Linked DNA regions of Mus musculus: regions 2, 3 and 4 are each linked to region 1. The links are chromatin contacts, called in public HiChIP or PLAC-seq and promoter capture Hi-C maps. All regions are on one chromosome and are shown on one strand. Each heading gives the region's core, a stretch centred on a gene start, on an enhancer-like site or on the middle of the called end of the contact. The rest is flanking DNA. Distances are from core to core; before and after follow the strand shown. Region 1 holds the start of Ube4a (ubiquitination factor E4A). Region 2 holds the start of Hinfp (histone H4 transcription factor). Region 3 holds the start of Slc37a4 (solute carrier family 37 (glucose-6-phosphate transporter), member 4). Region 4 holds the start of A830035O19Rik (RIKEN cDNA A830035O19 gene).

Region 1 (6,535 bases), core at 3,884-6,383:
AGGAAACCAACTGAGGAAGAAGTGAACTCAGCAGGACTCAGGGTACGTGTGATCCTCACCGCTGATCCTGGGCAGTGCCCCTGCAGGCTCTGCATCGCTGATCCCCTGCGGGCTCCACATGCTTCCTAGCTGCTGCCAAACCTCTTCTTCCAATAGGGATGAAAAGGGGCAGGGAGTTGACTGTGGAGTCTCTTTTTTAAAGACACTGGTACCAGGACTGACTGTCTCGACCTAAGAATGCACGGGTGCTGTGTGCATCTGTGGGTCCTCTGAGAGCAGGGCCTCAAGCCCACAGATGCTGAGCATTGTTCTTAACTTCATTAAGTTCTCTCAAACATCCACAGATTTTCTTTGTGATGAAGGACTGTCCTGCCCATTATAGCAATGTCCTTGGCCATTATCTACCTGATGGCACTGGTACTCACTCCCCCGCCCCCAGTGTGATAAACAAAAATGTGTTAGACACTACCTAATGTCTAAGGCAGAATGGCCATTAAGAACCAAAGACCGAAACGTAGGTGTGGTGGAACACACCTTTAATTACAGTCCTCTGAAAGCAGAGTTCTGTGAGTTCCTGGCTAGCTTGGTCTAGTAGAAAGTTCCAGTCTCTCCCCACACTCCCCCCTCAAAAAAAAAAGTTCAGGGAGGGAAGGAGAGGGAGAGAGAAAACTAAAACTAAAAACCTTTATTAACTTTTTAATCAACCAATCAGAATTTCTGATTCTGTCAGTTCATCCCAAGTTTCAGTTAGGAAGACAGAATTGAGAACGTTAATGAGCTTTCTGACCAGTTGCAAATTTTCTTTCTCGTTCTAGGTGTCCCCCCTTCTATCCAGCACCCAGAATCAAAACAATGCATTTTGGAGAGAGCCCAGTAGAGAGATTTTCAACCCTACAGGTAGACTGCAAGCAGAGAGGAAGAACTGTCAAAGAAATTTTGGTCTTTTTTTTTTTTTTTTCAAAATAAAATAAAAGCTTGGAGGAGCCAGTGGTATGACTCAGAAGTGGAGCACTTGTCAACCTTGTTTGGGGTTCTCAGCACCCCACCCCCAGACCCCCCAAAAAAATTCAGTGAAGGAAAACAAGCACAGTGTGGTGTTTGCAGAGTGCCCCCTACTGGGAAAATTGTAAATGACAAAATTAAAAGATCAAGTATAACCTACCTCTCTATCCAAATAGACATTTCTTTTTTTAATGTTTGCTGGGTTCTTACGCAGGTCATAATTCAGTGGGCCAGTGCAGCAGTGAGGTGGCACATCAAGAAAAAGTATCTGCCACACAAATGTGACAACCTGAGCCCAATCCCCTGAGAAGCAGAAAAAGAGAACCCACTCCACCATGTTGTTCTCTTACCTCCACATACACTTGAAGAATATGCACACCCCATGCATACGCATCACACACACACTATAGTAATAACAATAAGTAAAAGCATAACAATGATAATAATAACAACAACTACTACTACTCAGTGAATCACATATGCAGTGAAAGGTCTCCTTCCACCGGAGTGTCCAGCCACAGAGTAGCCTTCCCCACAGGCAAGTGAGCTTCTTACATATGTTCTTAGGTGTATACTAAGCATATAAGAAAAGTTCTCAAGTACACTTTATTCTCCTTTCCCCTATGTCTCACACTATGATATAACACTATATATCTTGAATTTTCTCCTAATCCAACCTGAAGATTATGAAGGATAAAGTAGACAAGACCAATTACTGGCTAAGGATTGATTGATTGTAGCATTTTACTTAAAGCACAGTTTGTGCTGCCTGTTTGCCAGGCATGACTTCACTTGCTACCTGGAACAAAATGATGTGGAGACATAGCTGAAACAACAACGCATGTGTGAAGAACTCCCTTTGGAGGGCTGAAGCGATGGCTCAGTGCTTAAGAGCACTGGCTGCTCTTCCAAGAGACCTGGGTTCAATCCCCAGCACCTGTAAAAGTAACTTTTATTCATGTGATGTGATTGTCGTCTCTAAGCCTTACTGCCTCTGTCTGCTATCCTAGGCCTAGTCCTGGAAGCTTCCAGCCTCTGTACAACATGGTGGAGTGGGTTCTCTTTTTCTGTTTCTCAGGGGATTGGGCTCAGGTTGTCACATTTGTGTGGCAGATACTTTTTCTTGATGTGCCACCTCACTGCTGCACTGGCCCACTGAATTATGACCTGCGTAAGAACCCAGCAAACATTAAAACTTAGAATGTTTTGTTTGTTTTGGTTTTTTTGAGACAGGGTTTCTCTGTGTAGCCCTGGCTGTCCTGGCACTCACTTTGTAGACCAGGCTGGCCTGGAACTCAGAAATCTGCCTGCCTCTGCCTCTGCCTCTGCCTCCCAAGTGCTGGGATTAAAGGCGTGCGCCACCACGCAGGGCTCACAGGTTTCATTCTTGACGTTTTATTTTATGGTTTTGGTGTTTGCCAGCATGTATGTGTATCACATGTATGCCTGGTGCTTTATGAGGCCAGAAGGAGTTAGATCTCGAAAAACCAAAAAAAAAAAAAAAAAAAACCAAAAAAAAAAAAAAACCAAAAAAAAAAAAAAACCAAAAAAAAAAAAGAAGCCTGTATGATATATAATTAGCCTATGATAATATTTGCCAATTTTAAGTGATTTCACCTGTTCTCAGCAGTTTTTAGTAATTTGCCCCATCATAATTCAGGTTGAAAACATCACCACCACTGTTTTAATAGTCCTTATGCTGACTCTCAACCCCAAGCAGCCACAAGTCTCTGTCTCTTCAAGTTTTCTTTTTCTTTATTGGGAGAGCTTGATTGCAGAGGCGAAACCCCAAGCCCAGCACTGGTGCTGCTTATATAGGCCTAGGAGAGGCGTGTCTCACACCCGGATTGGTTATGCATTCTACCTCATTTGCATGCCTCACACCTGATTGGTTATACTCTCAGTACCTCACAGAACCTCATTATCATGCCCGGGCCAGGCAGTGTCTTGGCAAAAAACGTTATTGCATATGTACACATTGGTTGTTTACCCAACCGTATGCGTGGTGGCCAGTGGTAGCCAGCGTCACCTTGTAATGGCATATGTGGCTTCCCACAGGTCCTGCTATCTATCTAGCCTTGAACTCCAAGTATATGTGTATTTTGTTTCTTCTTGCTGAAAAGCCATTTCATGGGCAGTCCACTGCTTGTCCATTCCCCAGTCAAAGGACACATGATGGTTTCACTTCTCGGCTATTATAAGCACTGCTGCAATGAGGATTCTTTTGAAATGTTCTATTTTGTTTTTATTTTGGTTTTTTCAAGACTCAGTTTCTCTGTGTAGCCCTAGCTGTCCTGGAACTCTCTCTGTATATGAGGCTGGCCCCAAACTCACAGAGATCCATCTGCCCTGTCTCCAAGGGCTGGAATTAAAGGCTTACACCACCACAGCCCAGCGTGCAAGGCTCTTTATGCAACTATAATTTCATTTCTCTGGAGTAAAGACCTAGGAATGAAGATCATATGGCAAATTCACTTTTAGCTCTTAAAGAAACAGCCAAATTCTTTTCTAAACTAACAGCATCGTTTTACATCCCTACTGACATGACAGCTTTTTGTTTTTATGAATCTTGAATTTTCAACAATATTTGTCACTACTTCAATATAGCCACATTAACATTTATTTTGTATTATTTTTATTTTGTGTATATGGGTGTTAGGGCTGTTGGTCTATCTTTGCACAATGGGCATGCAGAGCCAATGGAGGCCAGAAGAGGGCATTGTATCCCTGAGAGTGGAGTTAGTGATTCTAGCTGCTAGGTGCATGCTGAAATCTGAACCCTGCCTCCTTTGGAAAGTAAGGCGGTGCTCTTAACCGCTGAGTCATCTCTTCAGCTCAGAGCAATGGCTTTTTACACAACACATAATATTAATCTTTGCCCCAACCTCACTTTCTTAATGGTGACTTTTGAAATGCAAAAGTCTTTTTGATAAATTCCATTTTATAGATTTTGTTGCATTTGGGAGGTCATGTCTAAGACAAGATTGTCTCCTGTCTCATTATTTGTAGGTCATTGTTAGGGATTTGGTCTAGCTTTAACAATAAATGTCACTTAGAATATATGTAAAGTATTAGTAACAAATAAGAATAAAAGATATCATTGAAAAATATCTGAACATGTAATTTTATTAAACTAAATCTCACTTCATAGCAGTTATATAGATATACACTATCAAGTACAGCAAAGAAGTGCCTGGTACTCCTATGCATGTATGCTACCAATCTCTTGCTGAGGTATTGAGCTGTGCCAATATAATTTTTTTTAAGGGGTATCTCAGAATAGGGTAGGGTTTTGGTTGGTTGGATGGTTGGTTTGAAGTAACCCTAGGTTAGTCCAAACTCACTGAATAGCAGAGGATGACTTCGGATGCTCAATTCTCCTGTCTCTATGTACCAAGTGCTAGAATTACAGCATGCCCCACGGTGTCCCACTCACTACAGTTTTAATTTTCATTTTCCTTACTAAAACTAAGAACCAAGGCTGGAGAAATGGCTCAGACGACCCAGATTCAATTCCTAGCACCCACATTGCAGCTCACAACTGTCTGTAACTCCATATCCAGGGAATCTGACACCCTCACACAGACATACATACAGGCAAAACACCAATCAATGCTCATAAATATTTTTCAAAATTAAAAACTAAAAATTAACCAGACTTGTAGGCTGTATACTGTTAGCATTGTATAGATAAATCTAAGACCAACCCAAAATAGCGCGCTGCCTGGCACCTAATACCTGCTCAAAACGTCTTATACATTGTCCTTGTTGGTATTGTTACTGCTTCTAAGCCACAACGAGTGAAACGGCTCCAAAAAGCCATAGGACAGAAGGGAGCGTAAAAAGCAAAAAGTCACAGTCTGTGCAGAGCCCGACACCACAATAGTGTATCTGCCCTCAAGAGATGGATTTCCAAGGTCTAGCTTCATATTCCACAAAACTTCAAAGCACGCAGTCATAGCCAACCCTGCCCCGCCCCGCCCTGCTGCCTAGCCCAATCCCAAAGCCACTTCCGGCCCGCCCCCCACCCTCGCTAGCTGCCAGCAAACGTGCGCATGCGCCTCCTCGGTGTTTTCTCTGTCATTAGCGAAGCCCGACACCGCCCTACTTCCGGCGCGGGGTAAAGACCCAACAGGCTCGGCGCTCAGCGATGATGTCAGCTCCGGTTGCCTTGCTGAGTCGGAAGTAAGAACCTTTTGGTCGCTGTAGCTGTGAGGTGTCGTCGTCCCTGCCCTTTCAGGCTCCGGTAAGAGGCAAGGTATAAGAGGACGAGAGTGTTGAGGCTGCGACCCGGTTTTCTCCTAAGCAATTGCCAGTCAAGGCCCCTGCATGCCTGCTGTTCTCAACTGCTTGCCTGACCCGGGTCCGTCTTGAACTTCGACCCTGTCTAATCTGGAAACCCTTACGGTGCTCCGGCGTCCGGTGGCTCTGCACATTCCCTTCTTCTTTGCCAAGTCCCTGCTAGGAAAGGCCCGAGTGTGGGCTGTGGCTGTCTTTTGACTTATTTTATCTAGGACCTGCGCAGGGTGGGTGGGTCTCCCTGCTGCCTATGAATGTTACTGAACCCCAAAGGATAAAATACGAAGAGTGAACGACAGTGCCAGATGCCAAGGAGACAAAATGAAGCTCGACTCATAGCAATCAAACCAGTAGGGTGCGTGTAGCAAGAGGTTGACTTTTAAAGCGAGTGACGGCTTCCCAGCTGTAGCTCTTTGGATTCTGCTCGAGTTTTTCTTGGTCGAGAAAACATTTCTCAGATTGACCATAGAGTCAGACGTTTTGTGTTTAGTATTGTTCCTTTTAGGATTCTTTTTTGTCTCCTAGAGCAAGAATGGGTTAAGTCTCAATGTCATTGACTTTTTTGGTCCCAGAGACATAAAATGGGGCCCAAGATGAAATGCCAGGGTTTGTTAGAGACGGTTTTGTTTGTTGTGTTGTGTTCTTTTTTTGTTTTCGGACGTGTATGTGCTTCACTTGATGAGATCCTAGCTTGCAGATAAACGTATTGCAAGGATTTTTGTTACGACACCTAATGTAACACTGAAGGTATTTCCAGGTAGACATGTTACTTTGGGAACATTTTTAAATTCCAAAATAGAGACTTTATGGAGTACAATTTAATACAGTGTAATTTGGGCTTGGGGTAGGGAGTTGCTGGGGTTATAAACTAAGCCCTGGTGCATACTAAGTGCTCTAGAACAGAGCTACACCCAACCCCACCTTAGCCATAGAACTTGGCTATAGCAATCTGTTTTTCAGTGTTACCAATAGTTCTACTTTAAAACTGGATTGGACATGATCTTAAAATATCTGTATGCTCTCAGGAGCCAGTAGTGGCCTTAAAGGATTAGCAGCACTCTATATAAGTAGAAGCTTGAGTCAGGAGAAAATGAGAGAATTGTATGGGTCCAATGGTTGACACTTCCTAGAGATGTAGACTTTTGCAGCAGGTATGTAAAGTGAAGTTACTTACTAAAAATGAATCAAATCCAAAAGCCTTGGGGGGGCTGGTAGTTGTGCCATCCCAAAAGCT
Region 2 (6,739 bases), core at 1,714-4,213, 660 kb after region 1:
CTAATCTATACCCTTTAATAAACATCAATGGTGCTTTGTAGGGGGCAGCTTTTTAGAAAGTAGTCCCAGAATATGTCTGGATAACCCAGCCTGAATTGTGGTTCTTAAGATGAAAGTGAACCCTAGTAGGCAACAAAACACTACCTCGAAGTCTGGACTTTAAAAACTGAGCCGGGCATGATGGTGCATGCCTTGAATCCCAGCACTCGGGAGGCAGAGGCAGGCGGATTTCTGAGTTCAAGGCCAGCCTGGTCTACAGAGTGAGTTCCAGGACAGCCAGGGCTACACAGAGAAACCCTGTCTCGAAAAAAAAAAAAAAACCTTAAATAAATAAATAAATAAATAAAAACTGGGTGCTGGTGGTGCAGGCCTTTAATCCCAGCACCCTAGAAACGAGGGGTGAGGCAGAAGAGAACATTCAGCCACAAACAACACTTGCTCCTTTTGCAGAGGACCTTGGCTCAGTTACCAGCACTTTACCTGGCAGCCATAACCATCTGTCCAACTGTAGTTCTTGGGGTTCTGGTGCCCGCTTCTGGCACCAGGCCATGCATGATGCACATACATTTAGTCAAAGTATTTATAAAGGTTTGCTTTTAATTCTTGAGATGGTTCCGAGGAAGTGGCTTAAACACTGCTTTTAAGCACCAAGTCCTCTTGACGAGGACCCTGGTTCAATTCCTGGCACCCACATGGCAGCTCACAACTATCTGTAATTCCAATTACAGGGAGGATCTGATGCCCTCTTTTGGCCTCTGCAGTCACAGCACACACATGCTGTACCCACATCCATGCAGCAAATACTTGTAGACATTAAAGAAGTAAATCGTAGCTAGTTGTAGTGGTGCATGCCTTTAATCCCAGCACTCGGAAGGCAGAGGCAGGCAGAGCTCTGTGAGTTCAAGGCCAGCCAGGCCTACACAGGATTATAGAAGTGAGGTATCATGACCACAGCTACATTCTCTTTCTCGAGACATTGCCTGTAGGATCTTTCTGCCTCCACAGCTGCAGCAGATTTGGGTTTACAGGCCTGTGAACACCTGGCTCAACTTGACCTATTTTTATGTTGTCTCTAAACTTTTATTTACATAGGACACAGACAAAATGATTTTTGAGGAAGTGTCTCTAGCCCAGGCTGTCTTGTCACCTACTATATAGTACCAGCTCCCGGAAACTGCCCTCAGGTTTTATGATCCTCCTTCCTGCCTCCCCTTCCCCTGCCCCTCCCCTGGGAGTACAAGTGTGTATGTGTCACCACACCAAGCTCATTGTGGTGGTTGGCTGTATTTTGTTTTCGGAGGGGAGGTCTCTCTCCCTGTCTAACCTTGGGTGGTCCAGGACTCACTATGTAAACCAGATTGGCCTTAAACTCAGAGGTCCACCTGCCGCTTCCTCTGGAGTGCTAGGAGTGAAATTATGTGCCGCCGCACATGGCATTTTTTTTTTTTTCGAGACAGGGTTTCTCTGTGTAGCCCTGGCTGTCCTGGAACTCACTTTATAGACCAGGCTGGCCTCGAACTCAGAAATCCGACTGCCTCTGCCCCTCGAGTGCTGGGATTAAAGGCATGCACTACCACGCCTGGCTTGAGCATGGCAATTTTAAATTCTGAATTTCCTTCACTGGATTGTGTGACTGTGACTGGTTTATAAAAACGAAGAAATAGGCGCAACTGGTCTTTCTCACTGGGTAGTGTAGACTGCACAGTAGTAAGCACAAATACAATATATCATAATAAGAAGAGTCAATTCTCAGGCAAAGGACCGTCTCCATTGAAAACACAAGAATGGCTAGTTACGTAATGGGAAGTGGGAAGGGGAGACTTTCAGGGGAAAACAAGTGGACACATGGGAAGTAAAAGGAGGCACAGTGTGGTGGGGAAACTGAAATTTGTGTCTGAGGTGCAGGAAATGAGGTCCAAGACGCAAGATAGGATTTGAGGTAGGCAGCACCCAGATGCTGGCGTTTGGAAATTCTCCATTTGGTTTGGGGCCATTGTACTGAAGGCAACAGAACGCCTTTGAATATTTTACACAGAATTCTGACTTGATCGAGTCTGGTTTTGTTAAAGATCACTTTGCTGGGCTCTGTGAAGGATGTCTTGTAGAGAAATTAAGCACTGGGGCATGTTAAATGAGTGTGGAGTTCTGGAATGGGTGTCATTCGTCGAACAGAATGGAAGTGAAGATAGAGGAATATGGATGATCACGTGTTAAAGAAAGTAGACTTCGGCCGGGCGTGGTGGTGCACGCCTTTAATCCCAGCACTTGGGAGGCAGAGGCAGGCAGATTTCTGAGTTCCAGGACAGCCAGGGCTACACAGAGAAACCCTGTCTCGAAAAAACCAAAAAAAAAAAAAAAAAAAGAAAAAAGAAAAAAAAAAAAAGTAGACTCCGGGGCTGGTGTGTGTGTGTCTGTTGGTAGAGCATTTGTCTAGCAAGCAGAAACCCTTGAATGAATCCCCCAGTATCCCTTAAACTTGGTGAGGTGGCGCACTTAGGCAGGTGGGTCTCTGTGAGTCCAAGGTCAACCTGGGGTACGGTACATAAAACAGAGAAGACTTAAGAAAATCAAAGATGAAGGTGGTGCCCCAGTGTAGGCGAACTACCTAGACAACTAACCGAACTACAAACACCGTGAGGAAGATGACAGACAAGGCCGGCCAAACTAGGCGCATGCCCAGTGGGTGGTCGGCGCGAGTTTGCGCAGTAGTGGGAATTCAAGCCTCAAAGCTTCCCGCCTGCGCACAGTCGGGAGCAGGCCCAACCCACTTTTGAAGGTGACGCGAACTTCAGCCACATCCGGTCGTCCCTCACTCTCCCCCTTGGGACTCGGAGCCCTCTCCGGGACGATTCCCGCCTCTTCCGTGTTTTGGTGCGCACGGGCTCTGACAGACGCAGCGGCCATTGGCTGTCGGTCGACTCGAGAGCGGCGATTGGCTGTCGCTGGTCGTCGCTCAAACGCCTCGGGGTAGATGGTGTGAGGTGGGTGGGGCGCTGGGCAAACCAGCGGCGCTGGCAGGTGAGTGGAGGCTTGCGGCTCCCGTACCTTGGCGGCTAAAGCGGCTCTCTCCGGAGCCTGCGGAAGGCCGGGCTTCCTGGAGCCGCTCGGTGTGGCGTCCGTGCCGGCCCTTAGCCTCCGCGCCCTCGGGCTAGGGGGTCTCTGCGGCTGGACTCCCTCGGCACCACGCTTGACGCCGGGGATCCCGGGAAGCTCTCCCGGATGGGCTACTTCCTCTGAGTTCTAGCTACCTATCCTCCGGCCTCAGCGCCCAGGCGAGGCTGCCCACCGGCCTTTTCGTGTCCCGATCTCCCTGGTCCTGCGCCTTGGATTGGTTGCGGGGTTCAGCCGTCAGATCCTGGTCTGTGAGTCCTTGTTTAGGACCTGGGCCTTTCTTCTGGATTGTGGCTCAGAGTTCATTGGTGCCTGGCGATAGAGTATATACTCTCCTGATAATTGTTGATGGGATGGTTTTGTACTTTGACTAGTGATGAAATGTCAGGTAAGGATCCTGGGGGGGTTGGATGCTTCTCCATCCCCTAATTAACACTCAGAAACAAGGCTAGATGTAGCAAACCCTTAGTGAGCCTCAGTAGTGCATTAGGCCCATATGGCTTAAGTAATTTAAGATCACAAAACTAAGGAGTTTCGTTTTATTTTCCTTCTCCATCCTTCTGACTTCCTCTTCAGACAGATACACCCTTAGACATAATGTGATGTCCGTGGTGGCTTTCTTTTTTGTGAGACCATCTTAACTTTGTGGCTCTGGCTGTCCTGAAATTCTCAAGAGATCCTGTCTCAAAGACTGGCAACGCCACCCTGTTCCCCACCACTTGATTAGTGGTGTGAGCATATGTGAGTGAATGGTGGTGGTGGGGTTCCTGGGGTCATATTCAGGTTGTCAGGCTAGTGTGACAAGAGCTGCTTTCCCCCACTGAGCCATCTCACTTCTGCAGAATTGTCCCTTTAATGTCCCTCCTAGAAATTTTGCATCAACCTTTCACTTTGTTCTCGTTCTTTTAAACTACATACTTATTATATACTTTTGTTTTGTTTTGTTTTTAGAGACAGGGTTTGTCTGTGTAGCCCTGGCTGTCCTGGAACTCACTTTGTAGACCAGGCTAGCCTTAAACTCAGAAATCCGCCTGCCTCTGCCTCCCGAGTGCTGGGATTAAAGGCGTGCACCACCACGCCCAGCTTATTATATTCTTAAAAATGTTTAGTAAAGTATAGACACTGGAGTGTAAACAGGGCTCCTTCAGTCAAATGGAATCTACATTTTAACGTTAAAGGAGTAGTGGGATCTAGTATTGTGTGGGCAAAGCAAAGACAAATTATGGTATTGAATGCCTGACGGAAAATTTAACGTAATCCAGTAAGGAGTAGAATGCTTCAGGGTCATGTAGGCTATATGAAATAAGAATATGAACTTTGGGCTCAGCTTCAGCTTATCTATAAATGAGGTTTAAATGATGCCTGCCTCATAGTGTTACTAATAACATGATGCAAATAAAATGCTTAATATGAGGCTAGAGGTGGCTCAGTAAAGTACTTGCTTCACAAACCTCGGGAGGCCCTTGGTTTGATCTGCAGAGCCCACATTAAAAAAGCAAAGAGTCCAATGGCTGGGAGTGGTGGCACAGGCATTTAATCCTAGCATTTGAAAAGCAGAGATGGATGGGTCAAGGCCAGCGTGGTCTACATAGCTTGCTTCAAGGCAGCCAGAGAGACCCCATCTTGTAAAAAGGCCCATGAATGTTTGTGATCCTGTTGGGAAGTAGAGACAGGAGTCTCCTCGGAGCTCACTGGTCAGCCTACTCAGTGAGCTCCAGGGCAAGGAGAGACTCTATCAAAAGCAAACAAAGCCCTCAGATGGTTGATTCTTGAGGAACCATGGGTCCCTTCCAGTTGACTTCCAAACACACACACACACACACACACACACACACACACACACACACACACACAGAGTGTTTACCATGGCTGAGTGTGGTGGCTCAAACTTGTAATTTCAGCTACTTGGGAGTCTGAGGCAGGAGGATTGCAGCACAGTAGACAGACCTCAGAGTAAGTTTAAGGCCCACCTGGGTCAATTAGGGAAACCCTGTCCCAAATACTATTTATAAGGTCCTAGATTCCGTCCTCAGTACCAAAAATAACCAAAACAAGAACAAAATAGTATTTTTGTGAGGGCTTTTTAAAAAACTTGATCATTTTTTTTTCTTTCCCATGCAATGGTGTTTTTCACGAACAAAAGTCTGTGTGAGAATATTGGATCCTCTGGAGTTGGAATTACAGACAGTTGTAAGCTACTATATGGGAGCTGGGAACTGAACCCACATTCTCTGGAAGAGCAGCCAGAGCTCTTAACCACTGAGTCATATCTCCAGCCCCTTGAGATTTATTTTTACTTTAATGTGTATGGGTGTTTTACCTGTATGGAGGTCACATAACATGCCTGCAGTGCTCTCAGGGCAGAAAAATGTGTTTCATCTCCTGGAGCTGGTGTTATAGATGGTTGTAGCAGCCATATGGTTGTTGGCAGTCTAACCTAGATCCCTTAGAAGAGTTGTCTGGGCTCCTAACCAGAGCCTTCTCTCCATCTCCATTCAACAAAATAGTGCTATATATACAGTAAGTGTGATATTCCAAACAAAAAGTTTTGTTATCCCCAATTTGGCCAAGACCTCACATGCGGTAGGCGGTAGGCAGTGGGATCTGGGATTTAACTTTGGTGCCTTTCTTTGAAACTGAGCATTGTTCTGTCTCCCATGGGAATATGCTCAGAAGCTATATGAGAAAATGTCTGTTAACATCCTTAGCTTAGTGCTTGGCCCACGCTCAGTATTATTCTCTCTTTCCAGGAAGCCAGACAGCCTGTAGAGCTTGAGAAACTGCTGGTCCATCCCTACTGAAAAACAAAACAAACCCAAAAACTCGAGATACCGAAAAATACCTGCTGGCTCTCAGTGGGCTGCTCGCCTGCGTCTGCCTCCAGCAGCCCTGGAATACAGTCTTACAACTCTGGATTTCTTCCTCTTCCTCTAAGGTAAAGGCCATGTCGCCTCCTGGAAAAGTTCCCCGGAAGGAGAACCTGGGGCTCCAGTGTGAGTGGGGGTCCTGCTCCTTTGTGTGCTCGGCCATGGAGGAGTTCTTCGACCATGTCACTCAGCACCTGCAGCAGCACATGCATGGCTCTAAGGAAGAAGAGGAAGAGGACCCACTTGGTAAGGGGCAGGAAGGAGCTTAAGGGAGGTGTGACTCCGACCGACCGCTAGAGAAAGGACAGTTGAGGGAACAGTCGTGAGTCATCCCCGTCCCCAACCCCCATTTTTCTTTTTCAAGACAGGGTTTCTCTGTGTAGCCTTGGTTGTCCTGGAACTCATTTTGTAGACCAGGCTGGCCTCAAACTCTGAGGTGCACTTGCCTCTGTCTCCTGAGCTCAGGGATTAAAGGAGTGCATACCATACCTGGCTTTTTTTTTTTTTTTTTAAGTTTATTTTATTTATTTTTTACTTCATGTGCATTGGCGTTTGCCTGCGTTTGTGTCTGTATGAGGGTGTGGGATCCCCCGGAGCTGGGGTTACAGAGAGTAGTGAGCTGCCATATGAGTGCTAGGAATGGAACCTAGGTCCTCTGGAAGAGCAGCCATCTTAACCTCTAAGCCATCTCTCTAGCCCTCTGAGGCTTATTTTCTTAATTATACTTTCTTCGTTCATAAAAATATTAGGAAGTCATCTCT
Region 3 (6,675 bases), core at 3,167-5,666, 570 kb after region 1:
ATCAGGACCTAGGAGAAGAAGAAGGGTATAGGAGACACTCTGAATTCAGGAGTTGCCTGTCTGCCAGAAGGTAGAAACAGAAGCTGATGGAGTCTAGAACCAAACATCATCATTTTAAATAGAGCATGGGATGGGAGTCGGGACCTCATTAGCCACTGGTAACTTGCAGCACCATGGAGGTTCAGAGAGACAGTGGAGACACAGAAACGTAAAGGTTCTGTGTTAGCCAGAGCAGCCGCTCTCCTTTCCGTGTCCTGCCAGTAAGGCTGCAGTTGGGGATGCTCCATAGCGAGGACTCGATTCACTCTCCCTTCTTGGATACTCGGCCCATCTTGGTGCGGATATTTCGAAGCAAGAAGAAGACAACTGTGCTGGCTCCACAAACCACTTCTGCCACCCAGAAGGCTGTGCTCCAGCTATAGTGCTTGGCAATGGTGCTGAAGGGTAAGCCAGCCAGAAATCCACCCACTGCGGGGAGAAGAAGTGAGCCACATGTGAGGGTTAAGCTGGGAGGCATTCTGCCTCTAATAGGCCCGAGCAAAGCAGTGAAGGACTTACCATTGGCCATAAGTCCCACAATAGCATGAGAGGTTCCACACAAGTTGGGAGGTGCACTCTCATTGGCTATGACTCCAAACAAGGCAATGGGACCATAAGAAGAGAAACCAAACACGGCTCCTAAAACCAGGATCCAGATCTGCAAGAAGAGCGAGAGGGGGCATTGAGAACTATAGAGTGTCCATAGGTGCCTATTGAAGAAAGAGAGCCTAGCCGTCAGGAACAAACTAGACAAGGCATAGTCGGGAACCATTCTCACCCCACAGTGAATGAGCCAACCCCAAAGGTCTAGGTGGACAAGGACAGGGGAGATAGAGTCACCCCTCAGAGTTGGATGCTGGCTGTTTCAGACTTTGTGCAAGCTGGGCTAATTAAGGGCAAGATAAGGGTGAAACAAAAGTACGACAGACCAGGAGGAAAACCAGAGATATCTTTAAGGCACCTCATGCTCCGTAAAGCCTGTGAGCTCAGCCAGAGGATGGAGAGCAGGAGTCCAGAAAGCATCCTAGAGAGCAGAGGAAAGAGAAGAAAACCAGGCCCAGAGTGGAGGCGAGACACAAAGTACCAAAGAGGGAGAATAAGGTATAAACAGAAGCAAAGGGAGAAGGAGCGGGCCCAGAGGAGGATGTCTTACTTCCTCTCCTTGTACCTTTCAGCCAGCCAGGCTCTCTATTTACCTTGGGTGAGTCACTGGTCACCGTTACTCGGAAGAGGAACATGGATGCTGCCATCCCAGCCATCATGAGTAGCAATAGGCCGTGACGAGGGTTCCCATACAGAGACAGCCCTGCCTATGGATACAATAACAGCCATATCAGGCCCTCCAAGCAGGGCAAAACACTCCCACCCCTGGACTCTGACACAGCAGGGCTATTGCTGACAGGTCTTTGGCAATCTGTCACAGTTCTTGGACCCAGACAGCTCTGGGAGGCCCTGGGAGCTGCTCCGTGTTCTGAGGCCAAATTCCACAACATCCCTTCCTCCACCTTGGGGCAGGCATGGGACACGTGCTAGGGAGCTGTACCTAGTCCACTGCCACCCCTAGTTTTCTTGAGGCAGAGAAGCCTACTAACTAGGGAGAGAGATTCTGGGTCTCCTTCAGTGGGAAAGAGAAGCTCACCAAGGCAGGTCAAGAGAAACCTGGAAACACTCCCATCTCACCCAACGTCTACCCTCTGCTAACCAGCTCATTTGCCAGGACTCCCATCTCCACTGGCTGGCCCAGCCATGCGAGGAAGCCTCAAAGGGCCTCTCTTCGCAGTTCCTCCTGCCCACTCACCTTCGCCATGGCCCTGTCTGACAGGTAACCAGCTGCAATGCTTCCTACAAGGCCTCCGACCTCGAGGGCACTGATGTAGGAGCTACCTGCATGGGGAGTTGTGGGGAGGAGGAAGGGAAAAGAGTGAACAGGGATTTCCCATTGAGGTTATCCCAAGGTACAGACCTACCTCCAAGGATGCCCAGCCTTAAGGGGGAAGTAGAGAAAGGGAGAGAGGGTGGAGATCCCATCTCCTGCATTGGCCCCTGGTTTGTACACCCTTCTCTGTCTAAACACTCATCTTACCCACAAGGGCGGACTGCCCTCGCTCCTGGATAAGGAAGAACTGGCCCCAGTCTGTACAGCAAGTCTTTACTCCGAAGACCACGAGGTAGCCAGTGGACAGCACCCAGAGATAGGGGGACAGCAGCAGATCCTGTAGGGTGCTCTCCTCCTTTGATGAGCCTGAAGGTGGGGAGAGGCCAGCTAGGACTTGGGCTCTGCTCCTGCTGGCCTGCCCCCACTGCACCACCACCGTTCATTAGCCAGCTGCCAGAACAGGCTGTGAGCACCACCAGGATTGATGTGGGGCACCCCCTCAAAGCCCTGCTTCCCTCTCCCCTACCTCGATGCAAATGAAAGGAAATGAGGACGGTGCAGGTGGAAGAAGGCACCCAAACTGCTTAAACTTAGGGGGTTACCCAGAATGGAGAGATCTGTGCTGTCAGAGAAGGCTCAGGATGCGCTGGCTGATTTCAGGATAGAATCTTTACTTCTCCCACCCAATCTCCATTACCATTCCTTCGCCTACATCCAGTGGCAAGCACAGGGCAAGGCAAAGGCTAGTCCTAACAAAATCGTGCGGAGCCAGGGGCAAAGGAAGGTGCTCTAGGAGTCAGCTTGATAGAGGCTTACCCTTTTTGCCCTTGGAGGGGGCAGGGTCCAGATTTCGGAGTCCAACATCAGCAGGTTCATTGTGGATAAGCAGCAGACAGAAGAAGGAGACAACCACACACAGTGCCCCAGACAGGGCCAGTGTGCTGCGCCAGCTGTAGCTCTGGGCGAGGATCGTTGCCAAGATAGGTCCCAAACTTCCAGCCAGGTTCATGCTGGTTGACAACACAGCCCACCAAGTGCCAAACTGGGATGGCTCAAACCACTGTGAGGCAGAGGGGAACAGAATAGGTGCCTGGCTTAGAGGCCACACAGAAGGAGCAGCTCGAGTGTGGCAGACCTAGACACTCACATTACAGGGATGAGGGAAGAGTGCTTCTACTTGGCGGAGCCCAGTCCCTCGTCTGCCACCCGATCCCACCACCCTCAGGCTCCTAAAATATCCCAACAGCAGCAGGAGCTGGCAGGGAACTCCTAAGGAACCTGCTATGGGTTAGGGGTGGAAGGGTTGTGTAAGAAGAGGTGCTCCCAAGTGCCCACTGGGTGCCCTCCCCCTCAGGCTCATCAGATGCACTCACCTTCCTCAGGATCTTCCCACAGGGGGGCCAGCCCAGCCCCTGTGCCAGACCATTAAGAAACCAAAGAGCAGCAAAGGCTGACACTGTGGAGCTCCATGAGAAGACTACGTTGACCAGACCAACCAGGAGCAGCCCAGAGGAGAAGAGCCAGCGGGCGCTCATCTGATCTGACAGAACCCCGCTCACAAACTTGCTGATGGCGTAGGCTGCCGACTGGCTGCTTGTGATGAGCCCTGCAGCGAAGGGGAGCAGGGAGCAGGACACCTGAGGGGTTAGGGACAGGGCAGAGGCACAGGAGGGGCGGAGGAAGGTAAGGGGTCAGGTGTGTACAGGTGCCTGGCAGGGTGAGACAGGTTCCTTCCCGGATTTGACACTCTCCTGCCTGCTGAGCCGTGCATCACAGGCCCAGGCTGACTTGGACCTTCTCAGCCTCTTGGATTTCTTTCTTTCTTTACCCCTGGAATATGCAGTTCCCACCTCACTCTGAATGCTCGCCAAAAGCCCAAACACGTCTGAATGCGAAGGACTCTAGAGTCAAAGATCTTATTCCCCCTGGCAGGTAGCACGCAGGACACATCAAATCATGGTGCTACTCTCCCAGTGTTCACCGTGACCTGCAGGTGCAGCATGCACGAACAGGTGTGAAAACCTTGCTACCCGCTCCCAGTAGCACCTCCTGGGCACGTGTGGGTGCCAGGCATATACACCGGCTAAGCACTGGTTTCACATGTACACCCACACCCAGGCACATGGAGCTCAGCCTCTCCACCTGATACAAGCTTGAAACCCCCCATGCTTGGACAAACCATACTCCAAATGGTGTATCCCACAGCCCACCACCCTGCCCTTCCATGGCTTACCCAAATCGTCCTTGTCCAGAGCGATCTCATCCACCAAGGAGGGCATGACAAAGGAGAAGGTTTTGCGGTTGAAATAGTACAGGCTGTAGCCTCCAAACATGGCCGCAAATATGACAGTGCGATAGTAGCCGTAGCCTTGGGCTGCCATGGTAGAAAAAGCTGGCCCTGCTGGCCCACTCCAGTACTTCTGACCACAGATTCTTGACTGCTCCTGCTTGCAGCTAGCTCTCTTTAGTGCCTGGATCTGCTGAGCTGTGTTTTTCTGTGCGCTTTCTCTCTCCTCCACCCAGGCTCTTTATAGCCGCCTTCTGGACAATCATTAAGCCTGGGGCAGCAACCAGGGAACCCAGTGTCCTGAGAGAGACAAGAAAACAGGTTACTGAGAGCCAAACCGGGGGAGGAGAGGGTCCCCAGGACTGCTTGCCCTTCCCTCCTTTCCCAAGTCTTCTTGCCTGTGAAGCCAGCTGTGATTAAAGGCTCAGCCTAATTACTTTTGTCTGCACAAGCCCAGGGGAGGCTCGGGTAGGATGAGCAGAGCAAGCTCTCAGTATAGCCCTACTCCCTTGGTCAATGAACTTTCTCATTCTCTCAGGTTCCTTTGCGGTGCCAGGCTGCCGGACATTGTGAAAGGCACTAGATCGGTTCCTACCCCCCAGGTTCATTCAATCAACCACATACCTTAAAAACAACCCCACACCCACTGCTGAGCCTTCACCAAATGCTTAGCACACAATGGAGTACAGTTTCCTAATAGGTATCCCCTTCATTGGGGGATATATTTCTTGAACTCCTCATGGTGGTAGGGAACAGCGCATACACTTTCCTTATACACACAGTGATAAAAGGTAGATACATAAATTAGACCTAGTAAGTAAATAGTAAAACACAATGAGGCACCATAGTAAAAGTTTCTTAAAGCCTATCGTTTATTTCTGGAATTTCCCATTCTCCTTTTTCCACTAAGGCTGGCCTCTGTCACTGAAATGTGCAAGGAACAACAGTAGGTAAGGAGCGAGATAACTGCAGTAGTTGCAAAATTAAACGGGGGGACAAGCCCCTCAGTTCACCCTGCAATGACACGCAGAAGGCGCGCCTAGGGCTTAGGTCTGGATGAGACCCCCTTGGAACTGCCTCTGGATCCCTATTACCCTGCGACATCAGTAGGGGGTCCGTACTGCGGGGCTGTGGGTCCCCGAAGCACGCCACCGCAGCTTTCTGCTCCGCTGCACAGCCGCTGGAGCACAAGGCGTAGGCGAGAGAAGCCGCACGTAGCCTCGGGAGGCCCCTCGCTCTGGCAGCCTAGGCTCTGCCAGTCAGGATGGGCAGGCGGCGCCGCTTGCCACCTGCCGAGCACCCCGTGTCCTCAAGCCACCCGGGACACCCGACTCCTGGCTGGGAACTGCGGGTCCTGGGGACAGGAGCAAGAGAGCTGCGGAGACTGTGCGCTGCAGCCACGAGGGCACCGCATCTGCAAGAGCGCTGTCCCTGGGCCGTGGAACTGTCGCCATCCCGGAAGGGCAGTCACCCGGACAGCCTCCGGCGTAGTCGGAAGTCAGGGGAGCCCCAAGGTCCCAGACTTGCCCTCTAGTCCCGCCCTCACTGACGCCCCTCCTTCGCATGCCACCCCTACCTGGACGGAGGCGGTAACCCCTAGTGGGATGGGGCGGGACTCGAGTAAGGCTGGTGCGCATGCACAGAGTTGGGCGGACTACTGTCCACCCTGGGATGGAGACGTCATCCTGCCTGTCAAGCAGCTTCCAGTGAAAGGACAGTGCCGCTTATAGGCTGAGCACCACATGACCTATTACGTTTCGTCGATCAGTGTCTATAGAGTGCCTCCTGTTAGGGTGCAGATTCAGGAAACTCCCTGAATTGTAGAGGCATGGTGTTTTCTCTGGAAAATAAATTCAGCACAATTTGGAGTTTTAATTCGTGGTCAGATTAGTCGGAACAGAGAAAAAACAATATAGTCTCATCATTTAAAAGACAGAATTCCGACGAAACCTCGAGTTCTTTAAAAATCTTTTTAATGGTCATGTGGTGTGTATGTGTTGGGTGTGTATGTGTTACCGTAGGTGTGGAGTCAAAGGACAGCCTGGAATACTACTTCCTTTGAGACCGGTCTCCCCTTTCCCCCCCTCCCCCTCCCTCTCGTTTTTTGTTTTTGTTTTTGTTTTTTTCGAGACAGGGTTTCTCTGTGTAGCCTTACCTGTACTCACTTTGTAGACCAAGCTGACCTTGAACTCAGATTCTACTGCCTCTGCCTCGTCTCCTCTGAGTGCTGGGATTAAAGATACATGCCACCATGCCTGGCTTCAACCTCATGTTCCAGTCCTTGAACCACTACTTTGTGGAGACATAGCTTGGAACCAGGAGGGTGATCCTCCTGCCTCTGCCTCCAAGTGCCTAGGGTTAAGGACACGCTTATAACCTGACTTGAACCCACCATAGTCTCACAACTGTTCACTGTCAGCACCAATCTCTGATCCTTTAAGGGCTCCACAGATGATTTCTGAGAGGTCAGAAA
Region 4 (6,754 bases), core at 1,821-4,320, 990 kb before region 1:
CCCCCAAGGTCTGTTCCTTAATTTAGCCAATCCTTTCACCTGAGGTTGATTACCAAGGTCCAGCTATCAAAGTGTTGAAGTCCAGCAATCAAAAGCTCCCTTTGGCTCGCCTAATTAACATGCCCAATTAAAATTAAACGCCTCATCCTAACATGGAGTTTCCCATTTTACCTTTATAAACCATCATTTCCCTATGGGCCACATTTGTCTCCTCTCTAGCCAGAGGCAGTCCTTTGTCCTCAAATACCCCTTCCCCTTCTCCCTCATCCACTGTCTCCTGTCTTTGTCTCATATTCCATGCCTTCTGTGGCAAATCAATCTTCCTTTGTGCTGAGAACTTGGTTTGGGGCTCCCTGAACCGATACTTTTCCTAACAGGATGGAACCCAAGTGTGTGTGTGTGTGTATGTGTGTGTCTGTGTGTCTGTGTGTGTGTCTGTGTTCTTTGTAATGACCTTTAATTACATATTGTGTATATGTGTATGTTTCAGAGGTGCTACAGCATGCATGTGGAGGGCGGATGACAACTTGCAGAGTCAGGTTTTTCCCCTCTTCCACCTTTTGGGTCCCAGAGATGGTCATCAGGCATCTTGGCAAGCACCCGCACCCACTGAGACACTTCATCCACCCTTGTACATGTGTGTGTGTGTGTGTGTGTGTGTGTGTATATATATATATATAATTTATTATTGTTCATGTGTCTGTGTGTGAAGTGCGCAAGCACATGTTGCCAGGTGTCTGTGGAAGTCAGAGAACAAATTTGTGGAGTTAGTTCTCTCCTCCCTGGTGTAGAGCTCAGGCCGGGCTTTCCATGGCAAGTGCCTCTTCCTGATAAGCCATCTCAGCTCGGTTCTTGTGCATATTTTCCTATTTATGTCTGAAGTTTGGATTATATACCACTTATATAATGTTATTCTTGAATTCCCTCCTTAGATGTCCCTTTGATGGTATTAAGAATCTATCTGCTTAACTTCATAGTAGTATCTCTGACCACCTCTTCCTTCACTGTGAACAAGCAGTTTCCTTTGAGCTTTCTCAAGATCACAGGGATGCAAATTGCTGTCCCCATATTTTATTTGTATTTCTTATTCGTAGGACACAGTCCCTGGAGTGGAATGACTGGGTTGAAGGGTATAGAGCTCTTTTAAGCCTAAGCCAAAACAGTTCCTCAGAAAGGTTTTTGCCAGTTGACAACGAAAGGTCAGAATCTTTCCGTGGGCTTTGTTCAAACAAACAAAGCAGTTTCTGCAGAGTAGGGACAGAGCTCACAGGTTGGAAGGCATCCTGGTTATGGTGCCCTGGTTCTGGTTATCCCCTCTACTGTGAGAGGGGAGCGGCCGCTGAGCTGCTCTCAGTGGGCAGGCGCTTTTATGAGCCAATGAGGGAAAAAGAATGATGCTGGGGTAATGATTTTGGAGCACAATTCCTGTCTTGAGCAAAGAAATCATCTGTCAGCAAGACCCTGCACTTACTGGGCTCTGTGAATCTTGCCAGCAATGCCAACACCCAGCAGTAGAGGTGGGAGGAGGATCAGGCGTTCAAGACTCTCCAAACTTACACGACCAGTTCCAGACCAGCCTGAGTTATGTGAGCCGTCTCAAAAAGCCAAAAAAACGCGGACCACAAAAGCAAGAATCCAATACTTAGTGATCCTTCGTGAAAAACCCAACTCCAGACGCTCACAGGACAGCGAAGGAAGGAGGCGGCGACGGCTGCGTGGGAAGTAGAGGCAGCCTGGCCCTTTAAATCCGCGTCGGTTTCCCATGACGTAAGCGGGCGGGCACAGCCCGCTGTTTACCGCGGCGCAGCTCCTGGTAGCTCCGAGTTCTGCGCCGCGTCCGCCGCCCTTAAAGGGCCCGCGTCCGGGAAGCCTTCGGGCCAGGGCCACCGCCGCCTCGGCTCTCCGGGCGCGAGCGGACGCCGGGTCTCCAGCCGGGCTGGGCCGGGCTGGGCCGGGCTGGGGTAGCGGGTCGCGGTGCCGCCCTCGCGAGCCGGGATCCGCGCGAGGCCCAGGAGCGGCTCCAGGGAGGGGACGCGTCCTATCTGAGGCCGGGGTTAAAGTTCTGGTCCCGGTGAGATGCTGGAAGCTGCTGCGGCAGCCGCAACGCGCCCGGTCGCCGTCCCGTCGCCAATCCCCGCCGTCCCGGGCCATGATCGCCTGGCGTCTGCCCTTGTGCGTGCTCTTGGTGGCCTCCGTCGAGAGCCACCTGGGGGCCCTGGGGCCCAAGAACGTCTCGCAGAAAGACGCGGAGTTTGAGCGCACCTACGCGGACGACGTCAACAGCGAGCTGGTCAACATCTACACCTTCAACCACACCGTGACCCGCAACCGGGTGAGCGCGGGACTCCACGGGCGGCCGAGCGGGTGGGCGCCCGGCCTGGACTTGATGCTGCCCCTTTCCTCTCCGCCAGCCTTTGAGCCGCCCTCCCCCTGCCAAGACCTGGTTTCCACCAGCATTCCCGGGCAGCTCCAGCGGGGCAGCTTGGGAAGTTCCCTGCCACCAGCTGTGATCAGGACCGGTCTGGTCTGCTCTGTGACCTGGCTCTCAATCTAGCTCTCAGTCTGTGAGGTCGGGGTGAGGGGAAAACAGGCTCCCAGCCTTGCGTGGCTCAGACAACTCCAGATGGGGCCAACTTAGAATTGAAAGAGCTCGGTCACAGGGAGGTGAAGGAGACAGACCTCCTTGCCTCAGAAAGCCAGCTGGCCTTGTAAGTTGAAGGTGACAAGATAAGGCCCTCGAAGGCTGAGTGGCAAGAGAAAAGGGAGTTTGTTTCTAAGACAGAACTATCTCCGACTTCTTACTCATTTCTTCCCAGTAGTGAAAGTAGAAAGAAGGCTGGCAGAGCTGGGCCCAGGCAGAGCACAGCCTGGGAGATTCTTGCTGCCTGGCTGTGTGGCCTGCCTAGCTCTCTTGCTCATTCTCCAAGGCCCGATCTGGATTGACTCGGAAGCACTGGAGTTGAGGAGGAGGCACCTGAGGCTTTCTTTGGGAGGGAGAGGAGTTTGGTTTCTGGCAGGCCATGATCAACCATCAGGATCCATTTCCTTGAAGTCTGATCTCCCCTTTTGAGTACCATTTCCAGGATCATCCCGGAAGTGGCACCTACCCCTCAGGGAAACGTTACCCCTAGATTTGGTTTCAGCAACCTAGTAACTAGTTGTCTGCAGTTGTGATTTCTTCACTTTTAAACGCCCACTGTCCTGTGTAGCTTTGTCCGCAGCAGAGAGGGTGGGTTATTTCTTTATTTTCTTAGAGAGGGTGAATCAAGGTTCAGATGGAAAGTCACTTCAGAGCTTGGCCCATGGTCAGAACTAGAGAGACAACTTGTATTTCGACACAGTTCCCTACACCCCTCCCTGCAGGGCTCTGGCCTCCAGAGTAGCAGTGGAACCGGAGCTTCTTGCTGCTTTCCTAGTTCATGAGGAAGAAGATTGAGGGCTTGAGGGCACGTCTTGATCTCCCGTGACAGTGTGTGCACAGGGACGTGTGTAGACACGTGTCTATAACATGTGTGTGCATGTGGGCTATCCTGGAACCTTCTAAGGTCTCCGCTGCATATCCCTGCTGTTGCCTGGGTTCTGCTGCTCTGTATACCCGTTCTTCCAAGAGCGAGCTTCTTCAAGCCTCGGACCGGACAGTGTCAGTCATTTCTAGAAACTTGGCCTGTTCCCTCACAAGGAGAAGCACAGACAGTGTCCTGGCTGGCCAGGATGGACGGCACAGGGCAGAGCTCAGCCTGCAGTCTGTAGAGTCATGTGTCTGAGGAACAGAGAGCTGAGTTTGAAAGAGGATGCCTCCTTCTCTGCAGACCGAGGGTGTGCGAGTGTCTGTGAATGTCCTGAACAAGCAGAAAGGGGCGCCTTTGCTGTTTGTGGTCCGCCAGAAGGAGGCTGTTGTGTCCTTCCAGGTGCCCCTAATCCTTCGAGGACTGTGAGTAAGACCTGGGGATGTAGGGAGGGGCATCCTTGCCAGGTTTTCAGGGACCCTCACCCGGGGAACCTTTTTGTTTTTCTCCCTTCTCCCTGAGCCCAGTGGCAGGAGGGTAACTTTGTCAGCCCAGGGAATGGGAAATATGGGGACCTGATAGGAAGAACTCAGGCTGGCTGGGACTAGTCACACTCTTCTCTGTCTTGGACCATAGATATCAGCGGAAGTACCTCTACCAAAAAGTGGAACGAACTCTGTGTCAGCCCCCCACCAAGAATGAGTCTGAGATCCAGTTTTTCTATGTGGACGTGTCTACCCTGTCACCCGTCAATACCACTTACCAGCTCCGAGTCAACCGTGTGGACAATTTTGTGCTCAGGTATTGAGGGTAAGAGAGAGGGGACCTCACAGCCTCTGCCTTCTTCCCAAGTGCTGAGCGTAATTGTAGGGTTCCTCTCTTCCCTGTAGGACTGGAGAGCTGTTTACTTTTAATACCACTGCAGCCCAGCCCCAGGTAAAATCCCTTATCAAAATGGGGTCCCTCAGCCTGACGTGGTCACACATGCCTTTGATCCTAGCATTTGGGAGTCAGGTGGGTTTCTTGAGTTCAAAGCCAGCTTAGTCTACATAGTGAGTTCTAAGTCACCAAGGTTACACAGAGAAACCTTGTCTCAAGATAGCAACAACAACAAAAAAGAAAATTGGGGGAGATTTGGATATGAGAGCAGGAGTAGGTACAGAATTGCTAGGACTAGCAATTAATTTTGTCTCTAGGGTGGGACTCTCGGAGCTCCTGTGTGGATAGACAGGCAGGGACAGTGCAGTGACAGGGTCTGCTCACTGACTTTCCTACTCTGCCTCTCAGGCACAATCCTATGTGCCCAGCTGACACACAGGATATCAGTGCTCAGGGACATGCAGGACTGGGATGTTCACGGTCAAGGCTCTTCTCCCCTCGTAGCTTCATTGTCTGAGCCAAGAAGATTCTGAAACCTCCCTTGGAGGAGACAGATCCCTTCGGAGGGGCAGAGAGAGCACCCTCCTGAGATGACACTCTCCCTTCCTATGTTCTCAGTACTTCAAATACGAGTTTCCTGATGGTGTGGACTCGGTAATTGTCAAGGTGACCTCCAAGAAGGCCTTCCCCTGCTCAGTCATCTCCATCCAAGATGTCCTGGTAAGCTGTCTGTCATTTTATCCTCCATCAGAAAGTAGTTGGGACATTAGCAGAGGGGACAGGGCCCAGTTCCCCATCCATCTGCCTCTTCCTTCCTTCCTCCACAGTGCCCTGTCTATGATCTGGACAACAATGTAGCCTTCATTGGCATGTACCAGACGATGACTAAGAAGGCAGCCATCACTGTGCAGGTAGGAAATGCATGTGCCCTTCTGAGGGATGGACGGGGCTGGCTGTTGAAGTAGATGCCTCTCCACACCCTGTCCTTGTCCCCATTCCTGCCTTAAGATTCTTAAACTTTTTCACTTGACCTTGTGCTGCCTGAGAAACTTTTCTCCGCTGAACCATGTCACTAGCTCTTAATTTTTTTTTTTTTTTTAAAATCGGCAAAGCAAAGGATTTTACTCAGATATAACGTGGAGGCACCGGCCAGATATGCTACAAGAGAGCAGCAGAGATTTACTTCGAAACCATATTTTTGTTTTATAATGATCAGTGTTGAGGGTGCCACTTTGCATCAACGTATGGTACCATGTGGCAGAAACACTTTTAGGGCCATTTTAGAAACTGTTGAGTTCTCTCTTCAGCAACACAGACACTGAAGTTGGAATGGTATAGACTATTAGTGTGGCCCCCTGTGCAGAGATGGCGTGCAAATTCGTGAGGCGTTCTATATATTTTTTTTTATTACAAGGATGTGCTTTTTTTTAAAAAAGATTTATTTATTTATTATAAGTAAGTACACTGTAGCTGTCCTCAGATACTCCAGAAGAGGGCATCAGATTTCGTTACGGATGGTTGTGAGCCACCATGTGGTTGCTGGGATTTGAACTCGGGACCTTTGGAAGAGCAGTCGACACTCTTAACCACTGAGCCATCTCGCCAGCCCCTATATTTTTAAAAAAGATAATTGTTAAAAATCTTGTCGTAATCCCAAATCAAATCTCATTGAGTCCTTTGGGAATTCAGAACAATTATTTAAACCACACATCCTTACCTAGCACAATCCAGGAAGACCAAGGTGCATTGATTTTATCCCCACGTGCTTGAGGTCAGGCGGTCGGAAAACACAAAGTCTTTTTTTCCCATTACTGAAGGTTTCTGTGAGAGCAGAAAACTTGGGGTGTGCAGTAAACACCCCGCATTTCAGCGTGTGCAGTACTCTAGCACCCAAGCTGAGTTTCAGACAGTGTTCCTTGGCGTCGTGTGCTCTGATGGCGTACATGGTACAAAGAGCACGTGTGTGTTCAGAATCAGGGCTGAGGTGACACCACCTGATAACAGCATGGCTGAGTGCTTTTAGAAGCGCCTTGGATGCAGTGTGCGTTTGATTTTGAATGATTTTCGGTTGTCGTTCGTTCAGAAACATTTTACTGTTGCTTGATGTTTTACCACCCCCCGCATCCTGCTCCTATGTTCTCTGGTATATGTGAGTAGGGCCATCTCTGGCTGGTGCCCAGGACAAGCTGTGTGCACCGCATACGTGCTCACTTGTTCACCAGATTGTAGCATGGGTATGGGTTTGGGCCCTAACCCTAACTTCTCAAGGCCTGTGTGACAAAGATAATGGCAGCTCCTCTCCCGTGGGTGCAGCTCAGTGGTAGAGCACCTGCCTGGCAGTTGAGAGGCTGTGTATTAGATCGTCAGCA

The links. Promoter capture Hi-C pulls out the DNA fragments that hold promoters and counts their contacts. HiChIP or PLAC-seq counts read pairs in DNA pulled down with a chosen protein or histone mark. Capture Hi-C pulls out chosen DNA fragments and counts their contacts.
Region 2: a promoter capture Hi-C map of pre-B cells shows a contact between it and region 1, with 2.3 times the contacts expected there. The contact joins the promoter of Hinfp here to the promoter of Ube4a in region 1. A contact is called at or near these places in 3 of 39 promoter capture datasets (erythroid cells, liver and pre-B cells), 2 of 484 Hi-C or Micro-C datasets (CD8 T cells and liver) and 1 of 9 other capture datasets (liver).
Region 3: a contact with region 1 is called in a promoter capture Hi-C map of adipose tissue, with 2.6 times the contacts expected there. The contact joins the promoter of Slc37a4 here to the promoter of Ube4a in region 1. A contact is called at or near these places in 3 of 39 promoter capture datasets (the HPC-7 cell line, erythroid cells and hippocampal neurons), 2 of 115 datasets of contacts at active chromatin or transcription factors (astrocytes and extraembryonic endoderm stem cells) and 2 of 9 other capture datasets (adipose tissue and liver).
Region 4: a contact with region 1 is called in an H3K27ac HiChIP or PLAC-seq map of differentiating embryonic stem cells, with 5 times the contacts expected there. The contact joins the promoter of A830035O19Rik here to the promoter of Ube4a in region 1. A contact is called at or near these places in 3 of 39 promoter capture datasets (hippocampal neurons, liver and pre-B cells), 3 of 115 datasets of contacts at active chromatin or transcription factors (astrocytes, differentiating embryonic stem cells and stem cell-derived neural progenitor cells) and 2 of 9 other capture datasets (adipose tissue and pancreatic islet).

What each region holds. Positions count from the first base shown.
Region 1 is chr9:44,964,198-44,970,732 of GRCm38.p6, reverse strand. Ube4a (ubiquitination factor E4A) reads left to right here and starts at 5,133. Exons shown (of 21, transcript NM_001346698.1): 1 at 5,133-5,248. It overlaps Cd3g (CD3 antigen, gamma polypeptide), which reads left to right. Exons shown (of 7, transcript NM_009850.2): 6 at 1-42; 7 at 816-1,161. The coding sequence ends at 25.
Region 2 is chr9:44,301,895-44,308,633 of GRCm38.p6, reverse strand. Hinfp (histone H4 transcription factor) reads left to right here and starts at 2,963. Exons shown (of 10, transcript NM_172162.3): 1 at 2,963-3,018; 2 at 6,047-6,224. The coding sequence starts at 6,056.
Region 3 is chr9:44,396,095-44,402,769 of GRCm38.p6, reverse strand. It overlaps Slc37a4 (solute carrier family 37 (glucose-6-phosphate transporter), member 4), which reads right to left and starts at 4,416. Exons shown (of 8, transcript NM_008063.3): 1 at 4,149-4,416; 2 at 3,289-3,521; 3 at 2,732-2,975; 4 at 2,123-2,281; 5 at 1,838-1,923; 6 at 1,236-1,349; 7 at 559-697; 8 at 1-468. The coding sequence starts at 4,296. The coding sequence ends at 302. Mir7085 (microRNA 7085) reads right to left here and starts at 2,347; the gene lies at 2,282-2,347.
Region 4 is chr9:45,950,302-45,957,055 of GRCm38.p6, reverse strand. A830035O19Rik (RIKEN cDNA A830035O19 gene) reads right to left here and starts at 3,070. Exons shown (of 1, transcript NR_152206.1): 1 at 1,058-3,070. Sidt2 (SID1 transmembrane family, member 2) reads left to right here and starts at 1,807. Exons shown (of 26, transcript NM_172257.4): 1 at 1,807-2,332; 2 at 3,810-3,931; 3 at 4,143-4,307; 4 at 4,397-4,442; 5 at 5,004-5,105; 6 at 5,213-5,296. The coding sequence starts at 2,150.